2 separate regions of the Ovis aries genome follow, and region 2 is linked to region 1. A link is a contact called in public Hi-C data. All regions are on one chromosome and are shown on one strand. The core of a region is the stretch at or near the end of the contact, and the rest is flanking DNA. Distances in the headings are between cores, read along the strand shown.

Region 1 (5,664 bases), core at 2,061-4,560:
ATCTGGTGATGATGGACAGTAACTGATTAGATATATGTGACTTTGTTCACTGGTGCCCGCATGGAAATGCATGTATTTGTGTGTGTTTCAGGGTAGGGAGTGGAATAAAAAAGTAGACCAAGATCTCAAAGATGACTCCCATGGGTTCCTGGGGGCTGTCAATTCCTGAGATCTGGTTTTTACACTTTGTAGAGATTTTTGGCAGGGGGTAGTTTGTGGGAAATCTAGGTAAAGATGTTAAATCACCAGTAAGTTCTGTGTATCTATAGCCTAGCAGAAGGGTTTAAATCGGACATGAAAACTTGAGAATGATTAGCGTGAAGGGGCAGTAGATATCCTGGGTATGGACAGAGTAAGTGTGTGCTCGGTCACTTCAGTCGTATCCTACTCTTTGCAATTCCATGGACTGTAACCCGCCAGGCTCCTCTGTCCACGAGATTCTCCAAGCAAGAATATTTGAGTGGGTTGCCATGCCCTCCTCCAGGGGATCTTCCTGACCTAGGGACTGAACCCATGTCTCCTGTGGCTCCTGCACTGCAGGCAGGTTCTTTACCACTGAGTCACCAGGGAAGCCCATGGATAGAGTAACTCCTATATTTCTGATGGAGGTAATGGGTGCCTTTGCACCAATTTCTTATATGCCAACCATCTGCTGAACGAGCAGATAGGGCCCTTCTGAAGAAATCTTGCCACAGGAAGTTCTTTATACTTTATGTCCCCTTACTTTGTACTCTGAGACCCTGATACTTAGACCAGAAGAGACCCAAAAAAGAGAGCAGGGTGCCTGATCCAGAAGCAACTACTGACAGGGTAGTCAGAGGCTTAAGAGGTAACCTCACATAGAGTTCTGCCCATTATCACAGGTCCATTCTAGAAAAATCATTAAAAATACATTGTTCCATCTATAAAATGAACAAATTTACTATCCATATGCTAACAAACTGGCCTTTAACCAGTTATTTGTATTGTCTTAATTGTCCCATCCATATCTCTAAGACAATTCCACGTCAGATAGAAAAAGGGTTATAGCTCTTACATTGTGCAGCGTTTTTAACCACTTCCTTTCATGCATTCATTACCTTAAAAAGTATTACAAGACAGAAAAAAAACAAAAAAAACATTTTCAAAAAAAGAAAACATTTTCACTATGCTTTCCGCACTTTCAATAAGTTCCATATTTCGGCTAATTCACTTTTTCTGTGAACACCAAATGATCTGTAGAATTAAACCAAAAGTTTAAAAAAACTCTTCTTTAGAACAATAGCACTACCTCTGAGGAAATGAAACCGAAAAGACGAAGCAATTTATTATACAGCTAGAAGCATGTCTACCAAAGAAAGCTCAACCAGTACCTACCTTACAGTAAGTCATACAGTGTAGAAACAGAAAAGAATTCTTAAGAATTTTAAAAGCTTATCACAGTCTCGGGTACAATAACCTATCAAAATTCAGCAAAGTCCTCTGACAACACTCTCTTGGGACCCACCAACACTCCATTCCAAACTGCACTATTACTCATTTTCATTATTCTCTGGACATTCCACTAAATACCTCGGCTGTCTCAAGGAACTTGGTACCATGTGACCGAACAGTCACCCTACATTTTCCCCACATATTTTTATTAAAATCTAGCACAATTTTCACATTCTAAGCATTCCACCATCTAATCTTAAAATTAAGCTTTTCTTTCCCTCGTTCTCTTTCATCTCCCTTTATTCCCCCTGGCTTAGGAGATGGGTTGAGGATGGCAGGGGTGGTGAATCCACTGAAATTGAATCCTATAAACGTATTTCTTGGAGAGTCCAGACCCTTCCGCGGATTTTTTTTTTTTTTAAGTCTATGGCTCCCCCAAACGTTATGACTGATTCTTGGTTACCGGAGAACGTTTCTTAGCCTGACAGAACTCAAGTTAACAAAGCTCTGTTCAATCAGTATCCTCAGGCTTTTCTTCAGTTTTTGTTATGTTTTTAAGTCATTAAAAAAAAATCCAAGATTCACAGTATCAACTCTCTCCATGAGCATGTTAATCTTGCTGATTCTTACTGAGAAGTCGCTTCTTCGGAAGGAAAAACAAAAAAAAGAACCAATAAAGGTTGGCCAAACCATCACTAAAATCCTTTATTAGGATTATTTAGACCTGAAGTGTGGAGTTTCTCCCTCTGAACAAATTTATCAAGGTACAAATCCAATACCACTTACAGAATCCAAAGGTTTGTTTGAAGCCTGTCTTAATCTGAGAGCTGCTTCCTTTTCGTGCTTCTTAATTTTGTTGTTTAGTCACTAAGTCGTTTCTGACTCTTTCGCGACCCCTTGGACTGTAGCCCGCCAGGCTCCTCTGTCCACGGGATTCTCCAGGCAAGAACACTGGAGTGGGTTGCCATTTCCTCCTCCAGGGGATCTTCCGGACCAGAATGCAACCCGCGTCTCCTGCACTGGCAGGCGGATTCTTTATCGCTGAGCCATCAGGGAAGCCCGCTTCTTTATTATACACCAGAAAAGTATTTGAGGCTAGGATTGTTTGGCTGCTTCTGTGAATGAAGCAGGGGTATTAAAGACAGGAAGAGAAGTTTCTATGCCTGAACAGAGACATACATACATCATACCAGTATGGCTAAAATCTTGGTTAGTTCTAAAGTACATGGCTCAACTAGTTTTCTTAGCTTTTTGGTTAACCGCTTTAGTCCGGAACATTTCCTTTATGTCTGTAATTCTATTTGCCCCAAAGGCTGCAAACAGGACGTTTAAACGAAATCCTCAAATGAGAGTGAGTCAAACAGCTAATAAAAGTCCGGTGGCGGCGACGGAGAAGAGCTAACGACCGTGTTCAAGGCGCAGGTAGGGCAAGGGGTTGATCTCTATTTCTATTACTCACGGCCGTCACCATTACACCTGTTCTCGGGGACGAGCTGATAACCCAGTTCTACGTGGCGAAAATGAGGGAAGGGCAGTCGGGGTGCGGAAGGGAGACCCCAGGTTTTGTGCCTGCCGGCCCGCCCGGCTCCGCGGCCTGCACCAGCCCGGCAGGCGGCGGGCTGGCGTAGAGCGCGGAACCGGGAGCGGAGCGGCGAGTGGCGGCCGACGCGAGGGGACCGCGGCGCGGGTCCCCGGGGTCCGGGGTCACTCCCCCATCGCGCTCACCGTGCGGCACCGCCCCCTGCCCACAGCCCCGCTCACCCGGACTCTTCAGGTTGTAGCGGGTCTCCATGGCGGGGGGCTGGCCCGGCTCCAGCCTCCCGGCCCGCCGCCGCCGTCGCCGCCTCTCCGCGCCGCCGACTCCCGCGTCTCAACTCGGTTCGGGCCGACCGGGTCTGGCCGAGGAGCCTCCGCGGTGGCCGCCCCGCCCAGGCCGGGACTGCGGGCGGGGCGGGAGGGCGCGGGCTCCGCGGTGGCGCCGCCTCCTGCGCTGCTCCCCCGCCTCCCAGAGGGCCGGGCAGGCGCCGGCGCCGGCCGGGGTGTCGCTGAAGCCGGGGCTGGGCTGGAGGTCAGCCTCCTCGTCTGGCCGCGGGCCCAAAGCCGCCACGGCCGCCCGGCCTGCGTCACCCGCCCTCGCCCAGGTTTTGTGAAGTTGTCCTGACGTGGCAGTCGCTTCGTGGCGGGGGCGCGGCTCGGCCGCTGGTCACCTCCCCGGTCCCGCGAAGCGCACTCCCGGATCTGCAGGAGCGGACGGCGCTCAGGTCTTAGCCTTGCCCGGGCCCACCCGGGCTCCCCAGGCGCTTGCGGGACTTCCCGCGGAAAGGCGCGGCCCGAAACGCCCCGACCGCCCTCGCTGCGGGTGGATCTGGGCCCAGGTCCTCGAGACCAGTTCAGAGCCACCCCAGCCCGTCGCCCGTGTGGGCCGGCTACGCCAAGTGCTTTGTTTTCAGATCGGTAGCTGTTTGAGGTGGAAACAGTTAAGCAGGAAAGGAGAAATCCAGTGATAAGAGAATGAGAAGGGTTTTTATAACATTTTTTTTTCCCCCAGACAAATATGCTTGGGTGCAAGGCAGTTAGTTAAGCATTTGGGGAGATTTTTTAAAAAGAATTGAATCGGGTTCGGAAGCATACATATATGAAAGGTATCCCCTCAAAGAACACATTTCGGGCTTCATTGTAGAAACTGACGTCACGAAAAAGACGTAAAAAGGGACAAGGATTTAGGAAAAGAGGGGGGATTGGGACGACGGAGAGGATGAAGAGGGAAGGAGAGAATTCTATGTGGAATGAAGAGGGTTAACCAGGCTGGGCAAATTTTATTTTGTTATATAAAAATAGAAAACTTTCTTTTTGAAAGGTAACAATATGCCACCCCAAAATATACCTCTTTGGCATAAGGATTATCTTGAGCTGAATATTTTTGAGAAAGAGCAGGCACAAGAAAATCTCTGAAAATAGAGTATAATTTATCGTTTCCTAAGGGGCCGCAAAGAGTCGGACACGACTGAGTGACTGAACTGAACTGAAGGGAAATTCACGTTTTTTAAAACATTTTTTTTGCTGTGCTGTGCTTAGTCGCTCAGTTGTGTCTTCTTTCGACCCCATGGACTCTTTGCAACCCCTGGACTGTAGCCCACCAGGCTCCTCTGTCCAAGGGGATTTGCCAGGCGAGAATACCGGAGAGGGTTGCTATACCCTCCTGCAGGGGAATCTTCCCAACCCAGGGATCGAATCCAGGTCTTCCGCATTGCAGGTGGATTCTTTATGGCCTGAGCCACCAGTGTCTGAGAAAGTTGATGGAGGAGGTACTAACAAATCTTCGAAACAACCTTTATCCCTGTTTCCCTGTGCCCTTTCATTACTGGCCGCCTTCAATCCCCCTACAGCTTTCTTCTGTCTTTAGCTGAAGATACTATTAATCTTTGGTAGCGACTCAGGGACATACTCAGCTTGTTCCTTCTTTTGTTCATTTGTCTGTTGCAAGGGGTTTCAGCCAAGAACTCATAAGGGAAAAGTAGTGCCTTTTCACTGGTAGTGACATGGGTTATTTATACCCATTTTACAGATGAAGACAATTGAGGTCTCAGAGAACTCAAGCTTAAATTCTTCGTGTTTTCAACTACATTAAAAGTTCTTATCTGTGGCCCCCCGAAATATTGCCTGCCATTTCAGTAAACAAAGGATGTCTGCCTGCCATCAGCTGTGGCAGTTGCCCGTTGAAGGTACACCCTGAGGGGAATTCAGGATAAAGTAAAACAGGATACTGGCCCTAGAGAGAGGACAGAATAATTTCAGAGTCCAGACTCTCGCATCTTCTCATAGGTAGAAAAGCACTAAAATCATTAACTTGAGATACCTGCATTTTTGTGATTAACAGTAATCTTTTGATGTTCAACTACATGTTTTTTTACGTTTTTTGTTTGGTTGGTTTTTTTCTCAGCAAGAACTCCTGTATATCCTGGCTCCTCTCTTACCAATTTGGAACGACTCCTCAGAGATACCTGAGAGGCAGCATCCTAGGCTAAAGTCCTCAGTAAGGCCACCAAATAAAACAGAATTCTCAACATTTAGAATGTGCATTTTTTTCCAGTTGACATATCTTTCTGACATTTTTTAAATCATATTGATAAAAAGAAGTTTTCTAGATTTTTATTAATTTCTTGATTTGAATACTTTGAAATCCAATTTACAGAGGTTCTTCAAGTTTCATTGACTTATATTCAAGGCTACTTATCTAGAAAGTGGAAGGAC
Region 2 (5,664 bases), core at 1,677-4,176, 300 kb before region 1:
CCGTACATACATGTGTCCCTTTATCTACCATGAAGTCAGTATCCTGATATTTGTCATCGCCATGAGCAGAATACATTAAAATTCTGACTTTTAAGCTGTTTTTCTAATTCCAAATAAAAAATAATTCTCTTTTGACAAGATCTTCTTTATGATTTTGTTTTTCTCACAAATAAATGTAGCAGGTAACTCTAATAATAAAGCATCCAGGAAACATGCGCCAAGTTAAAAAAGAAGTCAGACATCTAAGTTCAGAGGTTTCTTCATAACTCTATAGAGGGGGAAATGTATAAGTTAGAGATAACAAGGGAAAAAAGTCAAAATGTCTGAAGAGTAAGACCTATAAAGAAAAATGTAAAGAACTGTAATCAATTCATCTAAAGAAAGTACAATGACTATCAACTACAAGTGAAAATGCCTATAAAAATGGTTAGAACATAAAATTATTTCATTTTTGTTAAGGAAAAACATTACCTCACCCTAAGACTTATTTAGATTATCTTTCAATAAGACTTATTTATATGGTTTTACTGACTGAAGATTTAATACAAAATGTGAAGAAAAGCTGACAAACCAGAAGAATCAGAAAACATGAATTAAAAAATGACTACGGAATCTTCTCTTTCAACAATTTAAAATAACTAGGCAGACATACTAAAGATGTGTATATAATTAGCAAGCATGCATAGTTCACTACAATATCCTTTAATTTTGTTTCAAAACATCTTCTAGAAAAAGCATTAGGTTGAAGTTAGTTAAAATTTAAAACTTTAATTCTTCAAAAGAAAGTGTTAAGAGAATGAAAAGGCAAGCCACAAACTGGAGAAAAGACTTGAAAAGCATATGAAGTTCCAATACTTTGGCCATCTGATGCAAGGAGCCAACTCACTGGAAAAGACCCTGATGCTGGGAAAGACTGAGAGCAAGAGGAGAAGGGCTAACAGAGGATGAGATGGTTGGATGGTATCACTGACTCAGTGGATGTGAGTTTGAGCAAACTCCAGGAGATAATGAAGGACAGGGAAGCCTGGCGTGCTGCAGTTCAAGGGGTTGCTAAGAGTTGGACATGACTTAGCAACTGAACAACAAAAAAGGACTTGTATTTACAACATATAAAGAACAATAACAACTCACAAATAAAACAACCCAATTTTAAAAATTAGCAAACGAACTTCCCTGGTGACCCAGTGGCTTAGACTCAAAGTTCCCAATGCAGGGGTCCTAGGTTGGATCCCTAGCCAGGGAACTAAATCCTACATTCTGCAACTAAGAGTTTGCATACCACAGCTAAAGATTCCACATGCCCCATCTTATGATCTCCAGTGTCACACAAAGATCGTAGATCCCAAGTGCTACAACTAAGACCCTGCACAGCCAAATAAATAAAAATAAATATTTTTAAAATCAGCAAAAGATTTGGACATTTTGCAAAAGAAGATATGTGAACTGCCAAGAAGCACATGAAAAGATGCTCAACATCAAACCACAATAAGACAGTACTAAGCCCCTATTGGGGCTACCCTAAGAGCTCAGTTGGTAAAGAATGGGTAATATTAAAAAGACTGACCAAATTAAGTGTTAGGATATGGAGCAAAGAAGAATCCTCATACAGATAGGCAGGAATGCAAAATGTTAGGACTTTGAAAAGAGTTTGGCAGTTTTTTGAAAGGTTAAATGTACACCTACTGTATGATCCATCCCTCTCCTAAAGATTTACACAGGGGAAAAGAAAACATATGCCCATACAAAGAACTGCACAGGAATGTTCATAGTAAGTTAGTATGCAACAGCCAGAAACTGAAAACCCAAAGGACCATCAATGAATGAATGAATAAACAAATCTAATTTAAACTGGTGTAGCTGTAACAATAGACTACTACTTGGCAGTAATAAGGGATGAGTTAATGACACACACAAGCACACATATAAATCTCAAAATAATAATGCTGAGTGAAAGATGCCAGAGATAGTCCCCGAAAGAGAGTATGTTTCCATTTATTTTAAAAATTATACAAAACGCAAACTAAATCTATAGTGACAGAGAGCAGATCACCGGTTGCCTGCAGAGAGAGGGATTATCAAGGGCTGGAGGAAACCTGAAGAGGTGATGATTATGTTCACTATCCTGTGTTTCATTCTTGTGTTTCATAGGGGGTATGCGGGAGTCAAAATTTATCCAACTGTACACTTTAAATTTAAAGTCTGTTGGGTCAAACTCAAAGATGAAAAAGTCCTCAAAAGTCATTCTTAAAAAAACAAAGACAAGATTTTTTAAAACTAAGCAAAACAAAAACCTCCAGTCTCGGTGTGGATCAATTTCACCACTGGGAACTGCCCTTCCTCCTCTTAAGCCCTCCTTCATCTCAAGACCCACACCCTTCCGAGAACCCTGAAAGGTTTACAAAACTCTTGACTAAGCTTCAAAGTACTGCCCCTCGAGTTCTTGTGTCCTCAGTTCCTGCCACACAGAAACCGCCTATCTACCTTCCTGTTCGCAACATTTAGCCTTACTGAAGAATGACAAGTGCCCCTATTCCCTCCAGTCCAGGTTCCCAAATATTCATCCACGAAGCTTCATCGGACCAAGCGCATCTCGGTCCTGAAACACCACTACCGAAAGCTGCACCTCCTCAGCCCACCCCCGGACCCGCCCGTGCGCGGGGACTCGAACACCCCAGTCCCGGTTACCTGCCACCGGCTGGCCGCGCCGCGGACAGTTTAGCCACCGCGGCGGGATCTTGTTGTGAGCCATGTCTTGGGGCCGCGCACAGTCGCCCCTCCACCAACGCTCGGCCTAGCGGCCGCCTCCTCGCGGTCCGCTCTGAACCGGAGGTCTGAGGTACCCGAATCCCGGACGGCGTCCGAACCCTAGCCGCTCGGACGCGGTAATGTCAGCGGCGGCGCGCCACTTCCATTCAGGCTCAACTCTAGACGAGCCCACAATGCACCGCCACTTCCGCCCCCAAAGGCCCCACCCACTTCTTTCCGAGGTCAGAGGTGAAAAAGAGAAGCTGGCGGAGGGATGGGAAGGAGTTAAGGCCAAGGCGAATGGAAGGGGCGGGTCTTCCCTCGCCCCGCCCCGCCCAGATCTCGGAGGGCTCTGTGGGCGGCTTTGCACAGGCTCGGCTGCTATAGTGGGAGAAGGCACCCTGCTCCGATACTCTTGCCTGGAAAATCTCATGGACGGAGGAGCCTGGTAGGCTGCAGTCCATGGGGTCGCTAAGAGTCAGACACGACCGAGCGACTTCACTTTCACTTTTCCCTTTCATGCATTGGAGAAGGAAATGGCAACCCACTCCAGTGTTCTTGCCTGGAGAATCCCAGGGACGGAGGAGCCTGGTGGGCTGCCGTCTATGGGGTCGCACAGAGTCGGACACGACTGAAGTGACTTAGCAGCAGCAGCAGCTGCTGCCATAGTACGAGATACCGCAGAACTACCGTTCTTTACATTTCTGTCTCGACAGCCGATGGAAACCCTGGAGAATGAAACCAAGCCTCTTTCCAGGCGTAGAGTGGTCCGCAGATTTCGTTAAGGCATCTATCTGTTTTACTGACGAAAGGGGCTTTCCCGCTGCCTTCATACCCCAAGAGTCTGATCGCCCATTTTTCGGCCAAGTTTGGCGTTTCGGCAGGATCTGGATTTGATTGGGAATTTGAAAAGTTCTTCCTGACTTGGATTAGCGGAACAAGCTTTAGAGAAAATCTAAGGGCGAGAGATTGGAGCACCAGAAATGAGGGATTTCTCTTTGGGGATGTGTTTCTAGGGATCCATGAAGCATCTGAAATTAACCCCAAACCGTGCTTTATGAGTTTTGTTTCTACATTTCTGGAGCAGTTTTATAGTGTATTTGGGAGTCTGAAAGTTACCAACTAATGTGTGTAATTAGCAAAGGCAGGAATTGCTCAGTGGAGTACCGCTACGCGGCAGTGTTCTCAATTTGGCTTACCAAATTGGAAGCATCTTCCAATTCCAGGCGATTGGGAGCTCATTTTATAAACTGTCCTGTAATAAGACTTTCTATGGCTACCAGACTAATTTAGTTAAAGTATTAAATATAAAGCTGGATGCCGGCAAGTTAATTATAGTGTTAACAGGTTGGTTTTAAATATCAGTGCTGTATTTGAACTGCAAGAGAATGCGGTTTGGGACAGGGCAGGGAATGCGTGTTAAAGCACTGGTCCTCAACCTTTTTGACCAATTTCATGAGAGACAGTTTTTCCACGAACCAGGCTGGGGAGAGGGGGTTGGTTTCAGGATGATTCAAGCACATTTCATTCATTGTGCACTTTTATTTCTATTATTATGACACCGACTCCACCTTAGATCATCAGGCATTAGATCCTGGAGGTTGGGGATCTGATGTTAAAGTGCTGGTGAGAAACTTGTGGGACTGCTCAGCTCCCAAATGCCTGGGCCCTCTCAATATGATCAGAATTCTCCCCATAGAAAGGGGCTGTCTATGTTTGAGAGAGCCTGAATTAGTTGGCACCCTTGGTCTGTCTGGCTGTTATATCTGTTGAGACCTTTTAGTGAAAGTAACAGTCCTCTGCTAACAGGAAAAGATAAGACTCAGTTGCCTTACAAACCAGCAATCTGCCTAGATGATGGCCAATTCTAGTGTCTGCTGGCAGAGTGGAGTTGGAGCAAAGAGGAAGTCAAGACATGTTAATGAGAATGTGTTTGTGGTTCCAGAAAGCCAGGGAGGACTCATGTTGGTCACTCTATGGGCATCTCTTTTTCCTCTTGGAAAACGGCAGAGAGGTGAGAGTAGGGGTAAATAAGATTGAATTTTCCCTGTTGACAAAAAGGAAAAAGACTTTCCCCTTTCCTAGAACATTTTCTTTCAAAAACTTTTATTTGTAAATCCTGCCCCATCGCTTTGATACCTATATATAAGTCTTTTGAACAGCTCAGTAAGCCTCTTGCCTGCTTTACAACCCAAGAACTTTTCTCAAGGTCTAGAGAGCCACCTCTTTGTAAACAGGAAGAAAGATGGCACCCCCCTGTCTCCTTGTCATCACAGGAATTTAACCTAAAGAAAGCAGAAACATTTCTTTACCAACAAAGGTCCCTACAGTCAAAGCTATAGTTTTTCCAGTAGTACTATATGGATATGAGAGCTGGACCATTAAGAAACCTGAATACCAAAAAATTGATGCTTTTGAACTGTGGTGTTGGAGAAGACTCTTGAAAGTGCCTTGGACTGCAAGGAGATCAAACCAGTCAATCCTAAAGGAAATCAGTCCTGAATATTCATTGGAAGGACTGACGCTGAAGCTGAAACTCCAATACTTTGGCCATCTGATGAGAAGAGCTGACTCATTGAAAAAGACCCTGATGCTGGGGAAGATTGAAGGCAAGAGCAGAAGGGGACAACAGAGGATGAGATGGTTGGATGTCATCACAGACTCAATGGACATGAGTTTGAGCAAGCTCCAGGAGTTGGTGAAGGACAGGGAGGCCTGGTGTGCTGTAGTCCATGGGGTTGCAAAGAGTCAGACACGACTGGGTGACTGAACAACAACAACACCACCTGGTTCCAAGCTGTAAGTCGCAAAGATAGAGCCCATGTCTCTTATGTCTTCTGCATTGGTAAGTGGATTCTTTACCACTAGCACCACCTGGGAAGCCCTCTCTATGTGGGGCTATGTCCAAATTTCCAGTCT

What was found. A called contact is a pair of places that touch in the nucleus more often than the background predicts.
Region 2: a Hi-C map of liver shows a contact between it and region 1, with 3 times the contacts expected there. The contact joins the promoter of RNGTT here to the promoter of UBE2J1 in region 1. A contact is called at or near these places in 10 of 16 Hi-C or Micro-C datasets (blood, hypothalamus, liver and 5 more).

What each region holds. Positions count from the first base shown.
Region 1 is chr8:48,177,352-48,183,015 of ARS-UI_Ramb_v3.0, reverse strand. UBE2J1 (ubiquitin conjugating enzyme E2 J1) reads right to left here and starts at 3,310. Exons shown (of 9, transcript XM_060419572.1): 1 at 3,175-3,310; 2 at 2,200-2,528.
Region 2 is chr8:48,472,043-48,477,706 of ARS-UI_Ramb_v3.0, reverse strand. RNGTT (RNA guanylyltransferase and 5'-phosphatase) reads right to left here and starts at 2,926. Exons shown (of 16, transcript XM_027972440.3): 1 at 2,686-2,926. The coding sequence starts at 2,749.